Regions from separate parts of the Zea mays genome. Here region 2 is linked to region 1. Evidence: chromatin contacts called from public Hi-C data. All regions are on one chromosome and are shown on one strand. Each heading gives the region's core, a stretch centred on a gene start, on an enhancer-like site or on the middle of the called end of the contact. The rest is flanking DNA. Distances are from core to core; before and after follow the strand shown.

Region 1 (6,583 bases), core at 2,072-4,571:
ACAATTAACAATATAATATTCTTGTAAAACTAACAATATAATATTAATATAAAATTAATGCCACAAATTCAATATGCATGCCACTAATACCTAAACCACATATATACCACTAATGTATTAATGAAATCAAATTAAACAGTAACACTAATCAAACACACAAATCAAACAAACATAATTATAAATATATACTAATCATACATAGAAATTAAACAAACATAATTACAAATATGTAATAATCACACACATAAATCAAACAAATATATATACAAATATGCACTAATTTCGGCGGGGAATTAAATAAAGACCGCCGAAAATATGAAATAAAATACGAAAAAATAACCTATGGATGGTGACGCGACGGTGGAGTACGTGGTAGGATCCGGTGGCGACGGCGAGCGGCGCTGGCGGCGTCGGACGACCGGGACGAGGCTGCCGCGCGGGCAAGGGCGAGCGCGGCTGGGGCTCGTCGGGGCAGCGGCAGCGCGCAGGGGAAGCCTGTCGGGGCGGCGGCCGCGGCAGCGCGCGCGCAGGGAACGCGGCGGCTGGCGGCGGGACGCGCCGGGCGGGGCGGCGGCCGGAGGCAGCGCTCGCTGGCGGCGGGCGCGCGCGCAGGAAAGCCGGCGGCGGCTGGCGGCGGGCGCGCGCGCAGGAAAGCCGGCGGCGGCTGGCGGCGGGCGCGCGCGCAGGGAACGCGGCGGCTGGCGGCGGGACGCGCCGGGCGGGGCGGCGGCCGGAGGCAGCGCTCGCTGGCGGCGGGCGCGCGCGCAGGAAAGCCGGCGGCGGCTGGCGGCGGGCGCGCGCGCAGGAAAGCCGGCGGCGGCTGGCGGCGGGCGCGCGCAGGAAAGCTGGCGGCGCGCTGGCGGCTCTGGCGGCGCGCGGAAGACAGAGGCTGCGCGCGTGAGGAGAGAAAGAGAGAGAAGAGAGAAGCGTGTCCGTTATTATAGCCGTATTTTCGGCGGCCAAGGCTCGGGCCGCCGAAAATAGCCTTATTTTCGACGGCGTCTGACACAGCCGCCGAAAATAAGGCTATTTTCGGCGACTTGAAAAAGCCGCCGAAAATACGGGCTTATTTTCGGCGGCCAGGTATAGGCCGCCGAAAATAACAACGGCCGCCGAAAGTGCCTGTAGCTGTTGTTGTGTCTGTCTTGCATACATGCAAAAAAAAAAAAGCGATATCAACGGCGACAGATATGCGCGCACGGCATACGTACGTAACTGGCGTGTGATGAATAAACATGCATGCATGCATGGTGTTCTAAGTCACCTTAGCTAGAATCAGGCCGATATTTTATATATATATATATATATATATATATATATATATATATATATATATATATATATATATATATATATATATATATACCATGATGATCAATGCAATAACCACCGTAGATTCTTTTATAAAGAGATTATATGCTGCAGCCTCTTCGACTGCACAGCAGATCGACCAACGGATTAAAAAGGGCCTTTAGAAAGAAAAAAAGAGAGAGACAGAAGGAGAAAGAAAGAAAGACAGGTCGGTCAAAGTCAACCGGCACAAGGCAGCAGCACGCGCGGGAATTATGGGACTGTGATGAACTTTGAACTTTGAAGGTAGCAACTAGCAAGCACATCGGCAGCTAGCTAAGCTTTTGTCAACGTCAACGACGCCCGCACATCACGGCCGGACCGGCCGAGCTAGTAGTAGTCCTCACCTAGTCTCCTACTCTCCTCACCGCATAGTGCTGCCACGTCAGCTGGTCAATACCGTCAACGGTGTACGCATGAGTGAGTGATTAATTAATTAGCTAGCTAAGCTTCCAAGTGATGGATGGCGTGACTAATTAGGGCTTAATTGACGGCGGCCGGTGACCTAGCTTGGAGCGTGGTGTGGTCAAATTTTTTTTTAAAAAAAAAACTGTCTCTACCTTCGCGGTCGTGCTGCTCTTTCCGCGGTGGTCGTCGCGGTCGCCGTCGCCGTGCGTACGGCCAGGAGAACGAACACGATGCTGCGCAGGTGCTCGAGTAGCTCGATCATAAGCATGGCCCGCCAAGCCCCCGTCCGGACCGGCAGCTACCGCACTTGTACCTTTTCTAAAAGCTATAAGGGCATCTCTAACAAATTCTAAAAATAAATCTTCCAGTACAGGAGAATTGAGATCTCTCTGAATGACTTAATTCCAATATATAATCGGTGGATACCGTCTGAAACGGCTGCTAAAATTTTCACGGGCTGCGGCTGTCCAAATATATATTGTGTAGAAGAAACTTTGTTGCGGCTGCGTGCGTCCACACTATGGCTTCTAGCTGCACTGTGGCATGCATTTGCAGAGCTCGTCGTCGGTTCCTCGATCTTCCTGGCCGCCGCCGTCTTGCTGCTCCACGGCCCCCGTCGCGCCCTCTACGTACGTACGTGCTAATCTACAAGGGCTGCGCCAATTAACCAGAGCTTCCCTGGCGGGGTCGCTGCCTCTCCGCCTGTTCTACCAGACCTCATCCTCAATTCCTAATCCTAGGCGACGGGCGGCCTCCTCCCACCTCCGTCTTCGGCCTCTTCCAGTGCCGCGGAGACCTCTCCGCCTCCAACTGCGCCGCCTGCAACGTACCGAAAGAAGGCGGAGCGGAGTACGGGGCCTCCATTGGGAATGGGAGTCGGGAGGGCACGGATGTTTGTGTCCTAGTTCATTTGAATGATTTAATGGATTGGAGCTGCTTTGCAAGATCGAGTGGACTAAGATTCCATGGTACCTACTTAATTTAGGGAGAGAAGAGAACAAACTAAGGTTGTATTTAGTTGACATTGGAACATTGTTGCTAACTGTAATTGTCTTAGCAAAGTGATTTTATGCATGCGTGTTAACATGCGTGGTGGAGTGGTGTTGTGTGGATTAATCTTCAATTAAGTCGCGGACTCGTGCTCGTACATAGATGCGTGTGTTAATTGATTTATGTGCAGGTGTTGTATAAGATGAAACATGGTCGGTAGCGACGACAAAACTAGTTCTCAGTATAAAGTTTAGGAAAGAACTAAGGTACGAAACTAGGTTTTGGAACTAAGTTCAGGAGGAACTAAGTTCCATAGTCGAAGATGGTGTGCAGGATGTTTTGATCGAAGTATTTGGAAGCATATCGCATTTTAGATATATTAGAAATGTCTAAAATGTGAAAAATAAAAAAAAGGTAGCTTGTTGCTTGCACGTGCATGGGCTTGCTACCTTTACGAACATGCATGCAGTGGCTTGGGCGGCTGCTGCGTCGTGCAAGGTGCACCTGAGGGTGGCCCACGAGAGGGAAATAGCTAGCGCCCGCAAGTAGGAGGTCAGCCCAGGCGCGGAGATGGACGCGCGGGAGGCCCATGGCGCGCAGCAGCTCGCGACAGCAAGGGCTTGCGGGGGGCGCTCTGCCCAGGTTGCATCACAGAGAGAGGCACGGCAACCGACCGTTGAGAAACCCTAACGAAGGGTTACATGGACAAATACCGAATATGTCCCTAAGGGTAATCACGTCTCTATATATAGAACATGTAACCCTTATATGGAATAGATATCAGAAAGAGACCAGAGGCTCAACCCTATATCCTGTGTCTCGTGTGTTTTTTCTGTCGTGCTTATGGAAATGGAGACGAGTCATCTATAGCTGACGGGAGGGAAGGGAGCGGATCTGATGATCCGTGGTAACGTAGTTCTCAACACGTTATCAGCACGCTCTACCTCGACGTTGCTGCGGGATAGGATCTGCATCAACTCTCCGTCAAGCCGGCAGGTCCTCCGGCCTAGCCGAACTGTCCTACGCGACAGTCTTCGAATCCTCTTCTACGCAGTTGAGCGTCGAGCGGTATGTCTTTAGATTGGATCAATTCTTGATCTATTCATTGGTCGCGCTCGGATGCTATGGACTAAGGGTGTCGAGTCATCAGAAGATGACCACGACGAACGCGCTCGTAACGCGGTGGCAGTGCCTCCCGTCGTGGAGGGTGCCCCCGCCCAGTTCGATCCCGAGAGAGGACGATCGAATGTCGCATGCGTATTTTTTTAAGGGACCAGTGCATTTTTTGTCGAACCGGTCTTTGTACCATGTTGTGCGTGCAGCCGCCTCCACCCCGCATGGCCGCATGCAGTGATCCTAGAGCCTTCAGCATGATGAGTGATTGTGAACCTGCAGTTGTGCCCCACGCCTAGAAGCATGCGGCTGCATGGGATCCAGATTCAGTGCCTTAGCCAAGGTAAGGCACCACGTACCTTGCCCCTCCGTATCTGCCCTCCAACAACGATCCAATGGCTCCTGTCGTGTGTAGGCAAAACAACAGAGGAGACTCCAATTAATACCGAGCCAGGACGCGGTCCTCACTCGCAGCGCGCGCAGGCACACGTTTTGCCGCGTTTCGCGCGCTTGTTCTTGCCTGCCGCGCGGGAGCCCTGTGCCGCGCCGCCCGAGAGCCCTGTGCGCCGCCGCCCTGGTACCCCTGCGCGCTCCTCGGCCCGGTGCTGCGCGTCGTCGATCCAGTAGCCCAACCCTCCAATTTCAGTAAGCTTCCCTTTCTCTTCACTGAATGCTTACCAATTTGAGATTTGAGATTTCAGTAAGCTTCCCTTTCTCTTCATGTGCTATAGTTTTTTCTGTAGCATGTCATGCATTCCATGTGCCATAGATTTCAATAAACTTCGGATTAAGGGAATGGCAGAATTTGGCAAGGGGACACCTCAAATTGGTTTGAGGTTCAAAACTCCAGATGAGGCTTGGCAGTTTTGGGTGGCATATGGGGGGCATACAGGCTTTGATGTGAGGAAAAGATACTCAAATGTCAGCAGTTATGATGGTAAGGTTACTTCATGCAGATTTGTTTGTTCCAATGAGGGCCACCGAAGAAAAGGGCAAACTGATCATGTGACCAAGTGTTTTAGAGCTGAAACAAGAACGGGCTGCACATCCCGAATGACTCTCACATTGGATCGAGGGGCAGAAAACTATGAAGTTACTGATGTTATGCTTGAACACAACCACAAGCTTCACTTGCCAGAAACCCGCCACTTGATGGCATCACAGAGGAAAATTTCAGAAGTGCAAGCCTTTGAAATTGAAACTGCAGATGATTCTGGAATCAGGCCAAAAGCTGCACATGATTTGGCTTGCCGTCAAGTAGGTGGACCACTTAATCTTAGCTACACTTGTCGTGATAGGAAAAATTATTTACAAAGCAAACAGCAGAGGGAGTTGGCTTTTGGGCAAGCCGGAAGCATGCTGAAATATTTTCATGACAAAATTTCAGAGAATCCATCATTCCAATATGCTTTGCAAGTGGATTGTGAGGAGCACATAACCAACATATTTTGGGTTGATGCAAAAATGGTTCTAGACTATGCACATTTCGGTGATGTTGTCACATTTGACACTACTTTTGGCACAAATAAAGAATATAGGCCATTTGGTGTTTTTCTTGGGCTCAATCAGTTTAGAGAAACCACTATTTTTGGTGCTGCAATTCTCTTTGATGAAACAGAAGCCTCATTTACATGGCTCTTTGAGACCTTTCTAGCTGCCCATAATTATAGGCAACCTAGAACTATTTATACTGATCAAGATGCAGCAATGGGAAAGGCAAGGGAAGCGCAAGGCGACTAAATCTGCTGTACCAACAAAAAAGGGAGCAAAGGTATACTGCAATCTTGATATTTTAATATTGATGTTGTCGCTCACTTCTGAACTAATTTGTTGCATTTTGTTGGCAACAACAAAAGAAAGAAGATGGTGCACCACCACATGTACAAGTGGAGAATAACAGCAGCAACAAAGAAGCAAATGTGGACCTCCATGAGTACAGGGTCATTGGTGATTTTACCAGGCTCCTAACATCTATGGCTAGTCATGATGAAAATTTTTATGATGAAGATCTGTTCTAGATTTGCAAGTTGATTGGATAGTATTTTGGATAGAGCTAACAACAATATTTTGTGGGCTAACTATAGTATTTTGTGAGTAGCCTGATGAATGACAGTTAGTATGCCAGGCAATGCCCAAATGGTGTAATTGTAAATTTCTGAATGCCATGTATTGCTTAAGAAACTGAAACAAATTCTATATAAACATCCTTCAAAATTAACTGTATGTTTGTGTTCTGTTTGCATGTGCTGTTGGTAAGCTGTACTATGTGCAAACATAACCTGTTTGGGATCTAGACGTATTCCTGCTGGTAAGCTGGTTCCTGCTGTGTCCCTTTTGCTGTAGAAGGCAAGGTACGTGGTGCCTTACCTTGGCTAAGGCACTGAATCTGGATCCGCTGCATGTGCACTATTTTGTGTGTGTGTGTTTTTTTTTGCTGGATTAAAAAAATACCTTCAGTTGCTAGCATCTGCACCATTTTGAGCCCACGCAAAAAAAACACGTACACGTACACCATCAAATTTTGGACTGGCTTCAAGCATTTTGGACCAGATTAATAAGTGAAGTGAATAATCTATAGTTTTTTAAAGCTATTATCTATTTCTACTTTAGTTAATTATTTCTTTGCAAATAATTAAGTAGAAAAATGCATGCTTAAATATGGGAAAATGTCTACACCTAATGTGTTATGTTCATACATTAATTTCGGTGTTTATTTTTTCTG
Region 2 (6,583 bases), core at 1,966-4,465, 160 kb before region 1:
ATTGTAGGTAGCCCACATTTGGAGAGCAATCTGATCTCTCAGGTTGCTTCCATCACTTGAGTCCATATCATTGGGGTAGTTGTTGTCTCCCTCTGGGACTTCAACATACTGGCTTGGAGATATATGATCTGCTTGGTGGTCAAGCCAACCTTCATCACCATTTTGCCCTCTAATTATGTTGTGAAAATCAACAGCTGCTGCTGCTATCTTAATTTGATTTTGGATAGGATGAAATGTGCCTACTTTGAGAATTGGAAACCTTTTCTTCAAAACACCAATGGCTCTTTCGATGTGGTTGCGAAGAATAGCATGACGATGGTTGAATAGCTCTTTGTAGTTCACATAACTAGCTTGTGAAGAACGACGCCTTCTAAACTCGCTGAGGTGATACCTAACTCCTCGGTATGGGGCAATAAAGGATGATGTATTTGCATACCCACCATCCACAAGATAAAATTTTCCTTCTGGCACAGTAAACCCTTTACTGATAGCGGATCGAAGGACCCCTGCATCTGAGGCCGAGCCTTCCCACCCACATGAAATAAATATAAAATTCAGATCGAAGTCACATGCCAACATCACATTTTGTGAAAGTGACCCTTTCCTATTTCGGTAAGGAGGAGCCTTATCTTCTGCAATGGTGATAGGTACATGGGTTCCGTCAATTGCTCCAATGCAATTCTGTATAAAAAGGAGAGGAAGTTTAGGGCATGTTAAAGGGAAAAACTAAGGAAATCATGTTTACTATTGATAGGTCACCTGAAAAAGGGCATGAACCTAGAATCTGTTATAATTTTTGGATGTGTCTGAATAGAATTGGGAAGCTTCACGAACCGCTGAGTTAGAGTGGGAACTATATCGAAAACTTCTGATATTTTTCGACGGATAGTCTCTCCACTATGTTGGAAAGCCTTTTGAAGCATTTGGTTACTGGTATTGTGGGAGATCATATACATGAACATCCCAAGCTGCTCTTCGACTTTAACTCCTCGTGTGTCACGTAACAAACCCTCTCTTCTAAGGAAATCTGATGTGGCTCTAAATATTTCTGGTTCCATTCGAAACTCGGACTTGCACCAACTCTCATGCCCTTCAAGAATCTCCTTAACCTTCTGGGCACCAGAGAGAGAGGAGGTATGGATAGACCTTTTCTCTTCAAAGAGGAATGGAAGTATAGCAGGGAGAAGAATAAAGAAAAACTCCTCATCGTCTTCTTCTTCCTCCAACAAAAACTGTCTAGCTAGCTCTTCCCAAGAACCCATATCTGAAGATTATTTGAACATGAGTCACATGACACTATGCAAGTTTCAGTACACCAATGACAACACATAAGCAACACATAAGAATCTTTTAATAACCACAACAAAAAATAAGAAGACACTTATTTGTGACGAAAAACAAAAATATCTTCGAACGAAGAACCACACAAACATTGTTTTTCCTTAGATTTATAGTTTTAGTTAATGCCTCTTTGTTATTAAAATCAAAATTACATATTATATTTATATAATTCAGAATGAACCAAAGCTACAATTATCACTTGAAAATATATAATTATCAAAATCAAAAGTACTAGCATCAGCACAAAAACAAACAAATCAAATGAAGATATTCCATAGTTCTATATGCTCAGGGACAGCAACAACAACAAAGATAGCCTAGGACGCTTTCCCACTGGTTTGCAGTCAAAGAACATGAGAAATAATCAATTAAATTCAAGAGTGAAGGAACAGTTGGTTACCTTAGGTAGCTTATCTATTCAAGGATGATAATTCAGTTATCCTGGACCAACAACCTGTCACATAACATGAAAGGAACTTAGAAAATACCAGAAAAGCAATTCAGTTCAGTTAAACTGCATTGGAGTGTCACATAACAGGAAATCAGTTCAGTTCAGTTAATCTATTAGCTCCGGATACGTTATTATGAACCACACTTAATAATGAAATTACAAGCGCACAGAACTGAGAAACTATGATCATCTCTTATCTCTTAGATAAAAAATATGTAAAGAAACTGAGGTAAACATGAGCTGCCTGTAAAAGTTGTTTTTTACTGGTGGTTCTATTAGCCACTACAAACTTAATTTACCACACTATTCCAATGAAGACCAGAAACACATATATGGCCGGAAGGTACATGAAGACCATTTAAATCTGGGATCATTCGAACACACAATGGGTACAGATGAAAGGATTACGCGGTCGTCTCCTAGGAAAAAATACAAGGGAGAAAAATAAAGCTGGCCAGATTATAATCCATATAGAACATGTGGAAAATGTATATCCTATCTATCCCGTGTCTTGGCTCACACACAATCAAATTCAGAGTATCAAACCATATAATTATTTGCGCCCATTTCAGCTTTCACATCAAAGCATAAAGAATCAACAAAATAAATTCAGATTGCATACATACAAGAATAAAGCATAGTTAAGGAGGAAAACAAGAAATAACCGATCTAACTTATCTGTGCCGCCTCACTGCTAGTACTAAACCTATTGATCTTGGCATGTGACTTTTTATTACAAAATATCTCTAGATTAATTTTACCGTGGATTGTATGTATTAACTCGGCCACAACACTGCTATTAAAAATTGCTGGATCGTAGCAGGAATTTATAATAATCTTGGCATGTGACGCTAGTAGAGGGAAGCATAGTTAATATCCCTGGATTGGAGGAGGCAGATCTTGGAGGAGGCTGATTATAATACCTCACTGCTAGTACCGAGCGGAACTTGAAAGAGAGCAGAGGAGATGACAGAGCATGTGTGAGTAGAGGAAGAACGTAGGGAGAACGCAGATGAGAGCACAAACCCTAGACCACGTCGTCTGTGGAGGAGGGAGCAGTCGAGACCGCGTCGAGGGAGGGAGGACTGGGGATGACTGCGGCGGCGTTGTGGACGACGACAGAGTGGACGGAGGCAGCAGAGGAAGTCCGACTCGCGTCACCGTGCCAGCGTCGCTCGCGCCGCCTCCCCCTCGTATGCGGGGAAAGCTGTCCGGCCTCGCGGCTGGTGGAAAGCTGCCCCGGGTATTTTGGTCGGGTCGAGGGAGAACGGGCCCGACAGATTGGCTTCCAAATAGGCCGGAAATTTTCCCTGGGCGCTATTTTCACGCGTGCTTCGCTCCCCCGGAAAAGGCCGGGTTCCCTTCCGGAAATCTGACTGCCAAACTAGTCCTTAATGACACAGTTAAAACGAGGAATATAACGGATACGCGACCTGCGGCCCACCTCAGTAACAAAACGGGCCGAAGATAATGATCCACGGACCACGGACCGGCCCATCTCGTCCTAGCGGCGGCGGCGGCGGCGTCCTTCACCGCTCCAGGTCCAGGTGGGCGGCCGCGACCAGAGTCGTGCCCGAGCCCGACTCGAGCCGACGAGGAGAGAGCTCAGGAGGCGGCGGAGAGAAGGGAGAAAATCCCCGGTAGGGAGGGGGGAAGGAAGCCAAAGGCCCAAAGGTCTCGGCGCTGCCGTAGTACCGGCTGAGGCAAGATGGTGAAGGCACGAATGACGACGACGGACGTGGCGGCGGAGGTGAAGTGCCTCCGCCGCCTCATCGGCATGCGCCTAGCCAACGTCTACGACATCACCCCCAAGGTTAATCGGGTCCCCGTCCCCTGCCTTCCCTGCCCCGCCTGCCGCGAACCCTAGTCACTGCCCCGCTTGGGCGCAGGTTGGATGGGAAGGGGCCACTCCTTGACACCCCCGCGCCGCCGCCCGCGATCGGTAGAGGCGTGGCGCACGAAGCGAATCTGTAATTCTGTACTGGATTTCGGTCTGCTCGACCAGTGGTGCTGCCACCTAGCAGACTTTATCGTGAGCCCAGGGCATAGAGAACTTCGTAGTTTAATGTCCCGTATGCTATGGGATTTTGCTTGTGTTGTTTTTCAGTAGCTGATGTAGCCTGTGCTTACATGTAAAATTCGACATAATCAATAGATAACGCTATGAACTGGCTCGCTGAGGCTGTCGATGCACATTTTAGGTGCAGTTTTGTGGGATACAAGATCCTTGTGTTTCGCTTCAATAGTATGTTGTCAGGATCAACCAGGTGGTTCTTGCCTTTTGATCTGTTCTGAGTTCTGAGTAAAGCATAGCTGCCTGAATTCTTTGGGTCATTAATAAAAAGTATTGTATTACCAGTACATCATACAAACAGATCATGTTGTTCTTGGCAGTCTTATATCGTATTTGTGTTTTACTATATACATGACGATACTTGTACAGAACTACAGATGTAATTTTAGTAGCATCTTTCTGCATTTGGACAGACATACCTTTTCAAGCTGATGAACAGCAGTGGGATTACTGAATCAGGGGAAAGCGAGAAGGTCTTGTTGCTCATGGAGAGTGGTGTCAGGTTCCACACCACCCAATACGTTCGGTGAGCTTCAGATTCTACTCACTGCCCTGATTGATGTTTGCTTCATCACCCTGTTCTGTAACATTAATGTCTAGACCCTTGTGTGTATGCATTTCTGCAGTGACAAGAGTACCACCCCTTCAGGTTTCACTCTGAAACTACGAAAGCACATTCGTAACAAGAGACTTGAAGATGTCCGTATGCTCGGATATGACAGGGTATTGTTCCAGTTTTGCTTTCTCTCAGATAAGCATTTCATGTCAGCAGCTTTGTATTGTTGTTCGTTGGCCATTTAATTGTTCCCATTTTTTGTTTGTTTGTGCAGATTATCCTTTTCCAATTTGGGCTTGGTAGTAATGCACATTTCATAATTTTAGAGCTATATGCACAAGGAAACATTCTTCTCACGGATTCAGAATACACAGTATTGACACTACTCCGTTCTCACAGGTTGTTGCCTGATTGATAAATTTTCTTAGCATGTACTACCATTGCTGCAGCAGTATTGACTAATAAGGACAAGAAAATATCAGAGTTAACATGCAATGCAAGGATGCTCTTTACTTCTCTTTCATATATACTGTGTTTGTTGTGTTTATTTTCTATTTTGTGGATCTACAGAGATGACAACAAAGGATTGGCCATCATGTCACGTCATCGCTATCCAGTAGAAGCTTGCCGTGTTTTTGGCAGGACTGACTTTGCAAAGTTAAAGGACATGTTGACAAAGCCTGATAAGGCTGATGATAAAGAGGAAATTACGTCTGGATCAACCGATGCTCAGGAAACTTCTCAATCCACCAATGATGAAGTGTTGGTAACTGAAATATCTGAAAAATCACTGAGTAAAAAAGAAAAGAAGGCTGCTGCAAAAGCTAAGCAGTTTGGTTCAAATGCAAAAGTAAACAATGGTGCTCAATCCAATAAAGCTACTCTGAAGACAATTCTTGGTGAGGCACTGGCTTATGGCCCTGCACTAGCAGAGCATATCATATTGGATGCTGGTTTGGTTCCAAGTACAAAGGTTGGGAAAGACCCAGAGAGCACTATCAATGACAGCACTGTTCAGTCTCTAATGGAATCTATTACAAGGTTTGAGGACTGGCTTGTAGATATTATATCCGGCCAAAGGATTCCTGAGGGTTATATTCTCATGCAAAATAAGATGACCGCAAAGAACATCACACCCTTGGAAGAGGCTTCGATTAATCATAAGGTCTGAATGATTTGTGCCTTGCTTGGTTTATTACTGTTGAGAAATTGAGTGATCATATATACATTTTTGTTTTATGCACAAGTAATGTTTGTTACCCACAATATCATATTTGAAGGGCAGGCCTGGTGCAGTGGTGATGGTTGTCTCACTGAGTCACCAGGTCGTGGGTTCAAAACAGCTTCTCTGCATTTGTGGGGGAAGGCTTGCCTCGTTTTATCAGTGGAAGTCTCCGACACTGGGTCTGCCCTGCCCACAATATCATATATGCTTGTTTATTGTTGGACACTGGCACTTGCATATTACCATCTGATTGATTTAATGTCTTGATAGTTAACTGTTTTGAGTTCCTGTATGCAGATATATGATGAATATTGCCCTGTTCTGTTGAATCAATTCAAGTCAAGGGAATATAATGAATTTGCGACATTTGATGCTGCATTAGACGAGTTCTACAGCAAAATAGAAAGTCAAAAGGTGAATCAACAGCAGAAAGCAAAAGAGGAATCTGCAGCTCAGAGGCTGAACAAAATAAAATTGGATCAGGTATCTCACCTCACTTTTAATGCACATATGCAATTCAGCTATTGCATTCCTCATTATTTCTTTTCCCATTGGAAGTTATTATTACTTGTTTGGTGCAACGGTGCATATATTCGGAGATGTGATAGTCCATTCCTCTGTTCTGCCATGCAGGAGAATCGTGTGCATACATTGAGGAAGGAAGTGGACCATTGTGTCAAAATGGCAGAATTAATTGAATACAATTTAGAGGATGTAGATGCAGCAATTTTGGCTGTGCGTGTTTCTCTTGCAAATGAAATGAGTTGGGAAGCTCTTACTCGCATGATTAAAGAGGAAAGAAAGGCTGGAAACCCAGTAGCAGGACTTATCGACAAACTAAATTTTGAAAGAAATTGTATCACTCTACTCTTGAGCAATAATCTTGATGACATGGATGAGGATGAAAAAACTGCACCTGTGGAGAAGGTATGTTAC

What was found. Hi-C and Micro-C count contacts between places; a contact is called where the count stands out from the background.
Region 2: a Hi-C map of leaf shows a contact between it and region 1, with 2.0 times the contacts expected there. The contact joins the promoter of LOC103650540 here to the enhancer-like site in region 1. A contact is called at or near these places in 9 of 25 Hi-C or Micro-C datasets (bundle sheath, ear, leaf and 2 more).

Annotation. Positions count from the first base shown.
Region 1 is chr3:129,074,084-129,080,666 of Zm-B73-REFERENCE-NAM-5.0, reverse strand. No RefSeq gene overlaps it. Among protein-coding and RNA genes, the nearest start is that of LOC103650538, 35 kb to the right of the region's middle. Within about 2 kb of position 3,321, at least 18 of the 20 cell types and tissues checked have an H3K27ac peak or open chromatin away from gene starts, as enhancers often do. A contact at or near this core is called in bundle sheath, ear, leaf and 1 more, where this site is marked.
Region 2 is chr3:129,229,740-129,236,322 of Zm-B73-REFERENCE-NAM-5.0, reverse strand. It overlaps LOC103650540 (nuclear export mediator factor NEMF), which reads left to right and starts at 3,215. Exons shown (of 14, transcript XM_008676116.4): 1 at 3,215-3,605; 2 at 4,280-4,392; 3 at 4,493-4,589; 4 at 4,697-4,821; 5 at 4,993-5,587; 6 at 5,945-6,130; 7 at 6,281-6,574. The coding sequence starts at 3,501. LOC103650541 reads right to left here and starts at 683. Exons shown (of 4, transcript XM_035966305.1): 1 at 1-683.